Regions from separate parts of the Sus scrofa genome. Here region 1 is linked to region 2. Evidence: chromatin contacts called from public targeted proximity ligation data. All regions are on one chromosome and are shown on one strand. The core of a region is the stretch at or near the end of the contact, and the rest is flanking DNA. Distances in the headings are between cores, read along the strand shown.

Region 1 (4,850 bases), core at 770-3,269, 140 kb before region 2:
CTGCTCAAGGCTTGTTTCATAGTCTGTAAATATGACCTTGATATCAGGAAAACATACATTTTTTTAAAAACCAACAGAAAGAAAAACATATTTATAGGTGATAATTACAAGGTCCACAGCAGGGCACGCTTCATGAAAAGATTAGCTATCACGAACTCACAGCCAATACATGTGTCTGTTTAAGGGCAAAGTGAAAAGACAACAAAATAATTATGCAACTATGTCAAGTCAACTTCTCTTTCTACAATAATGGAATTGTGTCTGTTAATTTTCAGGTGATCCAAGCTTGCTGAGTTTGAATATGAATGTGGAACAGAAAGTGGGAGCCAAGGCCACAGAGAAGTTCTTGTAATTCTCCACTTAACTATTTAAATATACTTTATTAATAAATTGAGCCTTAGGTGGATAGTTATTTCACCATCTTTGAAACCACTAAGGAAACATCCATAATATTACATGATACAATACACTAAAAATCCCAGTATCTGAGAATTCATGTTCCCACATTTCTGAGCACCCACCTTACTACGGAAAAAAAAAAAAATTCTGACTATCTGACCATTAAATACTGTGGGTCCAAGTGCCAAAGTCTTCTAAAAATCAATTTTCTCAGACATAAAACATCATCTAAAATAAAATCCACAGATTTCCTTTCCAACTTCAAGCATCTCCAGTAACGCAATTAAAATCTGTTCACATTATGAAGGGAAAATCCTGCTACCATGAAACTGATCTATATTTCATACCATGAATTTTTTTTGTCTTTTTTTTTTTTTTTTTTGCCTTTTCTAGGGCCACGCCCACAGCATATGGAAGTTCCTAAGCCAGGGGTCTAATCAGAGCTGTAGCCGCCGGCCTACACCACAGCTCACGGCAACGCCGGATCCTTAACCCACTGAGCAAGGCCAGGGATCAAACCCGCAACCTCATGGTTCCTAGTCGGATTCATTAACCACTGAGCCACGAGGAGAACTCCCAATTTTTTTTTTTTTTAGTTTAATACTTTCATACTCATGTCAACCCATAAGATTTATTCAGATTTAAATGTGAAGGCTTTGCCTATTTCATGCTTTTTAACTAAGAACCATAAGAACACAACTATGCAGAATTCCCCCTTTTTCAGAACACAGTTGGTAAAAAGTGTCACACAGTAATACAATCCGAAGCAGAGAGAAAACATTCAAAGACTTCCTCCTAAAATCTGCGAGGGGGAAGGTTGCTGTGAATGAACTTAAATTTAACACTTCGATGTTAGAACGAACTTTCTCTTCACTCATTGCATTTTAGTTTAGTGGGCAAAAATGATCATGGTTTCAAGGAGTTCTAACAGCAGTGCCTTACCAGTGTAGATGCTGGCATTGGAAGCCGGAATACCAAACTGTGACTCGATGAACTTGGGAATGAAGGTAATGAAAGCAGTGACAATGGCACTCTCAGCTGTGTATGACAAACTCACAAAAAGGAATGTCATGTTGCTTAAGATCCTGACAGCTGCTCTTGGTAGGTCTATAAAATGACAAAAATGACAAATGAATGTTATAAACAAGGGATGGAAAAGAAAAGAAAATTGAATTGCTTCTGAAATGAACTGGAACTAGCCATTCAGCAATACATAAAAACCTGATCACTAATTAGAACTCATCCCCTTTATTAAACAGATTTGGGTTTGTTTGTTTGTTTGTTTTTTAACTAGGATAAGGAACTTTAATATAGAATCCAAACACATACCCATACACACATATCCTTATAAGAAGTACTCAACCTATGACTCTTGTTTCAGAAACTGCTTAAGGTAAATGATTGGCATTTTTATGGATTAAAATAAAGCTATTTTTTGTAAGACCCTAAAAAAGTCTGCCAAATGTGGAAAGTACCTGCAATGTAGTCCTAAATTAGTTTCCACTTCACCCAACTCCCATTTCCCTGAGTAAAGTCACTTCGGAGGTGCCATCTGCCTGGCCTGACACGCTGACGCCCACAGCAGAGGAGCTGGTACATGATGACAGGCATCTGTTCTTCCAGCCTCGTTATGAAACAGGAAATACTACAGCTAAAAGGGATAAGGCCACCACGCCAGACATTCCAGGGACTTTGGCTCAAGGAACAAACGGAAATGATCTCCGAAGGAGCGGGACAGCCCAGAGGCGGGAGCTCAGGGGCCATCCACCTGCCTCTCAAGGAAGAGAAAAAAAGCCTCATTTTGGAATCTAGGCATTTATTTTGCATAACCTGCTATCTACGTGCTTCAAGATGAATATGCATTTTCATTGCAGCACTGTTTTCAACAACAGAAATTTAGGGAAAAAAACTAAATGTCCATCAATGGGAAATGTTTAATTATGGCACAGCCGTGTAATGACATACTATGCAATAGAAATGAAATAGAGCTTTATGTACTGGCATAAAAGGAACTCCAAGAAGTATTTATGCTTAATGAATAAAGCAAGCTGCCGCAGAAATATACCTATACATGTGTGTAAATATACATATAATATTTAGCTAAAAATCAAACAAACCAAAACAATGCATTTATATACAGTTGAATGTATACTTTTAAATATACATAACACCGGAGTTCCCGTGGTAGCTCAGCGGTAACGAATCTGACTAGTATCCATGAGGACACAGGTTCGATCCCTGGCCTTACCCAGTGGGTTAAGGATCTGGCACTGCTGCGAGCTGTGGTGTAGGTCACAGGCACGACTCAGACCTGGCGTTGCTGTGGCTGTGGTGCAGGCCAGCAGCTATAGCTCCAATTCAACCCCGAGTGTGGGAACCTCCATATGTCGCAGATGTGGCTATAAAAAAAAAAAAAAAAAAAAAGACAAAAAACACACAAACAAAAAAATATATAACACCGAGAAGTTCTATAAATCAAGTAACATTGGGAAAGAGAAATAAAAAGGGGTTCTATGTATATAGTTTTGTATTTTGGCATGTTTGCAATGTGAATTCACTCACGTGTATATGATCTTTACATGTTTTCCTGGAAAAGGTACATAAGCTGCATTACTTTTGACATGTACAGTTTCTCAGTTATCAGAACAGTTATCTCTTTATGCTACAATAATTTCATAAAAATTAAGCACCAACTCTTATTAAAGCTATAATTCAGAGCCTGTTCACCAGAATTTAAGACTTGCAAAGTCAAGACTATTCACTATTATCATTTTAAAGTGCAAACTAACTTTGATGTTCTAGATCATAATTTGTTTCAAGTTTAAATATTTTAAAAGAAAAATTAAGATGCATACTTTTTTTAACATGGACAAACACACCAGAAAAAGTATCATCAGAGTACTTCATATAAGTACCTAATATTGTCTTATAAATATGGCAAATCAAAATGCCATACCCAAAATTTAAAATTAGAAAGTTAATAAGATTTCCTGTCAACATTTAAAGATTCAAATTAAGTTAGCTAATATATTAAAAGCCAATGTGTTGAATCGAAAACATCTGGGGAAAATACAAAATAAAATGTTTAAATCCAAGAAGATAACATATGTATAACATGAATATTTTAAAAGACACTAGTTACATAAAACTGGTTTTTCTCTTATGCCCATTTAGTACGGTAAGATAGCCTTCTAATTTCAAAGCTAACTAAAAAACACACATGGTGATTCTCTCTCTCTGTTTTTTTTTTTTTTTTTTATGTCTTTTGTCTTTTTACGGCCGCACCCATGGCATATGGAGGTTCCCAGGTTAGGGGTCGAATCGGAGCTGCAGCTTCTGGCCTACGCCACAGCCACAGCAACGCCAGATCCTTAACCCACTGAGCGAGGCCAGGGATCAAACCTGAGTCCTCATGGGTGCAAGTCAGGTTCGTTAACCACTGAGCCACAATGGGAACTCCTTCTCTTTTTTACTTGAAAGAAAACTTACTGTTATTTAAGAAGAATTTGGCAAAAGTTCCAACTTTCAACAACTTTAAGTTAGCTTCCTTTTTTCTTCCACCTTCCTCCTTGCCTTTTGTTGGAGTTAAACTTTCAAACTACATGCCCTGCAGAGTGGAGGGCCACGTCTCTAGGGCTACATCTTTGGCTGGTGGGGCTGGTTATTTGTTTACATACAGGGGACGTGAGTAAACAAGTAAATACATCCACGCTAATGGGAGTTTTCTAACTGCCAGAGAGGGAAGTTACAAATATGGAAAGTGGACAGATTGGAACTGGAGATGATGATGTGAGTTCACGGTTTACACAGACAAATGATAAGTAGGTAGGTAGATAGACAAATAGGCGGAGAGATGTGTGTGTGCATGTGTGTGTACACATACACCCACTTCCTAACTGTCTACTAACAAGGCTTAGAAGTAGTGACAGCCAGGAGTTCCCGCTGTGGTGCAGTGGGTTACGAACCTGACTGGTAGCCATGAGGACACAGGTTCGATCCCTGGCCTCGCTCAGTGCGTTAAGGATCCGGTGTTGCCGTGAGCTGAGGTGTAGGTCACAGATGCAACTCGGATCTGGCATGGCTGTGGCTGTGGCGTAGACTGGCAGCTGCAGCTCCAATTCAACCCCTAGCCTGGGGACCTCCATATGCCATAGGTGCAGCCCTAAAAAGCAAAAAAAAAAAAAAAAAAAAAAAAAAAAAAAAAGGTAATGACATGGTTCCTAAATGCCATTTTACACTAAAAGAAACCAGAGCTCCTTGGAGAACTGTCTAAAACATGAGTTAGGTAAGCTTTCTTCAGGCATGAGTTACACTACTGTTGGCTGTGTGTTCAATGTTAATGAATCAACAATATATATTAAATAAGGTGACTTTGAACAGAAACACATCTAACACAAAGTTATGTGTTGATTGCTGGATGATTACGTGGCGGCAGGAATCTAACCCTGGAT
Region 2 (4,463 bases), core at 1,041-3,540:
GAATTCCTCCCTGAAAGAGCAACAGACAGCCCTTGACTAGGTTCAGACCCAAAGATAAAAACACTCAGAGAAAAGAATTTTAATTCTCCAGAGATTAGCATACTATAATTATCCATAATTCACTGCTGTCAAGTCTATTGAGACTAATTTTTTTTTTTTTAGGGCCCCACCCGCGGCACATGGAGGTTCCCAGGCTAGGGATCCAATTAGAGTTGTAGCCATCGGCCTACACCACAGCCACAGCAACACCAGATCTGAGCTGCATCTGCAATCTACACCACAGCTCACGGCAACGCTGGATCCTTAACCCACTGAGCGAGGCCAGGGATCGAACCTGAGTCCTCATGGATGCTAGTCAGGTGTGTTAACCACTGAGCCACGACGGGAACTCAGGTTTTTTCTTGCCTTATAGGACTCTGGCAGGTTGCAGCTATGCAGAATCCTTTTCTACCCAGCAACTGATAAACAACAACAACAAAAAACCTTTGCCATTGACCAGATTTCTTTTTGGAAACAGACATAAATTCACTAACCCTATTCTTAGCTACTAGAATCACATCTTAGCAGAGAAAGAAGAAAAGGAAGGGAGCTCTGTGTGTGTGTGTGTGTTTGCCTTTTCTAGGGCCGCTCCCGTGGCATATGGAGGTTCCCAGGCTAGGGGTCCAATTGGAGCTGTAGCCACCGGCCTACACCAGAGCCACAGCAACACGGGATCCAAGCCACATCTGCGACCTACACCACAGCTCATGGCAATGCCTGATCCTTAACCCACTGGGCAAGGCCAGGGATCGAACCCGCAACCTTATGGTTCCTAGTCGGATTCGTTAACCACTGAGCCACTACGGGAACTCCGGGAGCTTTTTATTAAGCTCTTTTTTTTTCATGAAGTATGGTTCGACTAACAATATTGTATTAGTTTCCTTATAACATAGTGACATTATTTTTCTAGATTACACACCACACAAAGTTATTATAATATTGTCCACTAAGTTCTCTGTGCTGCGCATTATACCCCTGTGACTTCTTTATTTATTTTTGCTTTTTAGGGACACATATGGAAATTCACAGGCTAGGAGTTGAGTCAGAACTACAGCTGCCAGCCTACACCACAGCCACAGCAATGCAGGATCTGAGCCCCATCTGCAACCTATACCACAGAAAAAGGCAATGCCAGATTCTTAACCCACTGAGCCCACTGAGCTAGGTCAGGGATCAAACCTGCATCCCCATGGATACTAGTCAGGTTCTTAACCTGCTGAGCCACAATGGGAACTCCCCGACTTATTTATTTTGTAACTAGTAGGATATAACTCTTTAGAGCATTTTAGCCTCTAACTTGTGTGAATTCCACAAAAGAGAGAGTCACAGTCCTTAAATGAAGAGAAAGACAAAGAACTTAATGACACATTTAATTCCTAATTAACAAGACAGTCTGCTATTGCCCTAGTTCACGTCCTGACTCCTGTCCTGAGTTCAATAGCTCATGAGGGGACTGTGGATGATAGATTTGAAAAAGCAACAGCAAATTTGCTGTGATGTTTTATTTAAAAACAGTGATGTGAAAAAAAATTTAAAAATAAAAATAAATTTAAAAAATCAAAAAAAAAGGGAGTTCCCATCGTGGCCAGTGATTAACGAATCCGACTAGGAACCATGAGGTTGCGGGTTCGGTCCCTGCCCTTGCTCAGTGGGTTAACGGTCCGGCGTTGCCGTGAGCTGTGGTGTAGGTTGCAGACGCGGCTCGGATCCCGCGTTGCTGGGGCTCTGGCATAGGCCGGCGGCTACAGTTCTGATTCCACCCCTAGCCTGGGAACCTCCATATGCCACAGGAGCGGCCCAAGAAATAGCCAAAAAGACTAAAATAAAATAAAATAAAATAAAATAAAAAGAGTGATGTGGAGAGTTCCCTGGTGGTCTAATGGTTAGGATTCAGCACTTTCATCGCTGTGGACTGGGTTCAATCTCTGGTCTGGGAACTGAGATCCCACATCCACCTGCTATGTTCCTTGGCCAATAAAAAATGTAAATATTAAAAAAGTGATGGGCTCTCGTGGCCAAAAAGCTTACAGAGATGGCCCCTCAGGTGTTACTCCCCCTCAGGTTCTGTGCTACTCAGACTCAGAGTGAGAGCAAACCAGTCAGTACCAAGGCTTCTTTTTTCTTTTTTTTTTTTTAATGACCACACCCATAGCATACAGATGTTCCTGGGTCAGGGATTGGATCAGGCCCTAGCTGCAACCTACGCCACAGCTCTAGCAACTGCTAGATCCTTTAAACCACTGGGCTGAGCTGGGGAATTGAACCTGTGCCTTCACAGCAACCTAAGTAAGCCTCTGTAGTCATATTCATAACTGACTGCACCAGGGTGGGAAATCCAGTGCCAAGGCTTTAAATCTTTTCTGGGGTCTTTGAAATACATTGACTCATCTTAATTTCACCCTCCCAACAACTGTATGCTAGGCTAGTATGATTCACATAAGAGACTTGGGCCATAGAGAGATTTTAATGACTTATCCAAGGTCATAGGACATTTTCAACACGTTCAGGAATCAAGTCCGGATCTCCAGCCTTGCATGTTGGAAAACATTCTTTCCCTCGCTCCATCTCTCAGCCTCTTCTATTCTGAGACAGTGTTGATGCCCACGCTGAAAATAGAATCCTGCACCACGGCCAAAAGCTCCTCCCCTCCCTGCCCGACAGGGGGGAGTCAGAAGATAACCACGGCCCTCCAACTAGGCAACCGGGGTTTAGCAAAACAATAATGTAAGAAACCCAGTTAAATTTGAAATTCAGACAATGAATAATTGTTTCGCATCAGCATGGCCCATGAAAAATTTAGGACAGACTTATACTAAACTTTTAATTGTTCTTTATCTGAAATTCAGATTTAACTGGTTTCCTTATATCGTAGCTGGGAATCCTACACCCACTCAGCCACACTTTTATCCTTGTGCCCACACTCAGGAATGCATCAAGGACCAGAGACTCTGAGTTCCCTGGTGGTGCAGCTGTTAAAGGATCTGGCGTTGTCCCTTCTGTGGCTTAGGTTCCATCCCTGACCCAAAAACTTCCATATGCTGTGGACAGGGTCAAAACAAAAGGAAAGGATAGGACAGGACACACCACAAATTTTGGAAAGGTTGTTTTCAATTCAATTAATGCAAAATGGTTCTCTAATCCAAAACTCAGATAGGCTCATAGCTATTTTATATAGGAGTTTTTTAGGGGTCTTTTTTTGTTTGTTTGTTTGTTTTTGGTCTTTTTACCGCCGCACCTGTGGCATACGGAGGTTCCCAGACTAGGGATTCAATCGGAGCTGCAGCTGCCAGCCTACACCACAGCCACAGCAATGCCAGATCCGAGCTGCGTCTGCGACCTACACTACATCACAGCAACGTCAGATCTTTAACCCACTGACCAAGGCCAGGGATCGAACCTACATCCTCATGGCTACTAGTCAGGCTCATTTCCACTGGCCCACAACGGGAAATCCTAATTAACTTTTTTTTTTAATGAAACAATATTTATGGAGGTTTTTTTTCCTCCTAACTACAAAAGCAAGATGTGTGCATTTTCCAAAGATGGCTGCAACGCTATCTCCCATTCTCACTTTTCTCCAATGTGACCAAGAGATCATGTCTATGTTGCTTTCCCCTTGAATAGGAATGAGCTTGCAACTCATACTCAGTAGAAGCAGCAGGGTAAGACCACACAACCTCCAAAGCCAAATCAGAAAAGGCAGCACAGCATCTCCCTTGCTCACTGCACTGTCCATACCTGGAGCCCTCAGCTGCCATGGAAGAAGCCCAGTGGCACTGAGGCCACCATGCTGGGAGGGAGTCCAGCCACATGGTGAGGCCACATGTAGGCACCTCCAGCAGACAGAGGAGTCTTCAAATCCTCCCAGGGGTCAGACCTGTGAGTGAAGGAGTCTTCAGGTCCTCAAGTCCCCAGCTGTCAAGGCACCCCCAGACTTCAAGTCTTCCTAGCTGAGGTGTGTGATAGGATGTGACAGGGGCAAGATGTCCTTGCTCTGACCTTTCCAAATTCTTGACCCATAGACCTTGTAAACATAGTAAAATGACTGTTCCTTTATGCCATAGTTTTGCCTTGGTCTGCAATGCAGCAATAGCAACTAAAACATAAGACCAACTCATTGCAGAAAAATAAAAAATAAAAAAACAATAATTCTCCATGTAAAGGCAATTGCTTCCAAATTTTGAGCTATGCGCTTCCAATATTTTTTCTGTGATTATATGAACATTTTTCTTTTTCTTCTTCTTCTTTTTTTTTTTTTAGGGCCGCACCCGAGACATATAGAAGTTCCCAGGTGGAATCAGAGCTACAGCTGCTGGCCTACACCACAGCCACAGCAATGCCAGATCCGAGCCATGTCTGTGAACTACACCACAGATCACAGCAACACTAGATTCCCAACCTGCTAAGCGAGCCAGGGATCAAAC

Evidence for each region.
Region 1: a contact with region 2 is called in a targeted proximity ligation map of skeletal muscle. A contact is called at or near these places in 1 of 47 Hi-C or Micro-C datasets (heart right ventricle) and 1 of 2 datasets of targeted methods (skeletal muscle).

What each region holds. Positions count from the first base shown.
Region 1 is chr4:65,521,185-65,526,034 of Sscrofa11.1, reverse strand. SLCO5A1 (solute carrier organic anion transporter family member 5A1) reads right to left here. Exons shown (of 11, transcript XM_005663031.3): 5 at 1,342-1,506. Among named protein-coding and RNA genes, the nearest start is that of SLCO5A1, 84 kb to the right of the region's middle.
Region 2 is chr4:65,382,803-65,387,265 of Sscrofa11.1, reverse strand. No RefSeq gene overlaps it. Among named protein-coding and RNA genes, the nearest start is that of SLCO5A1, 54 kb to the left of the region's middle.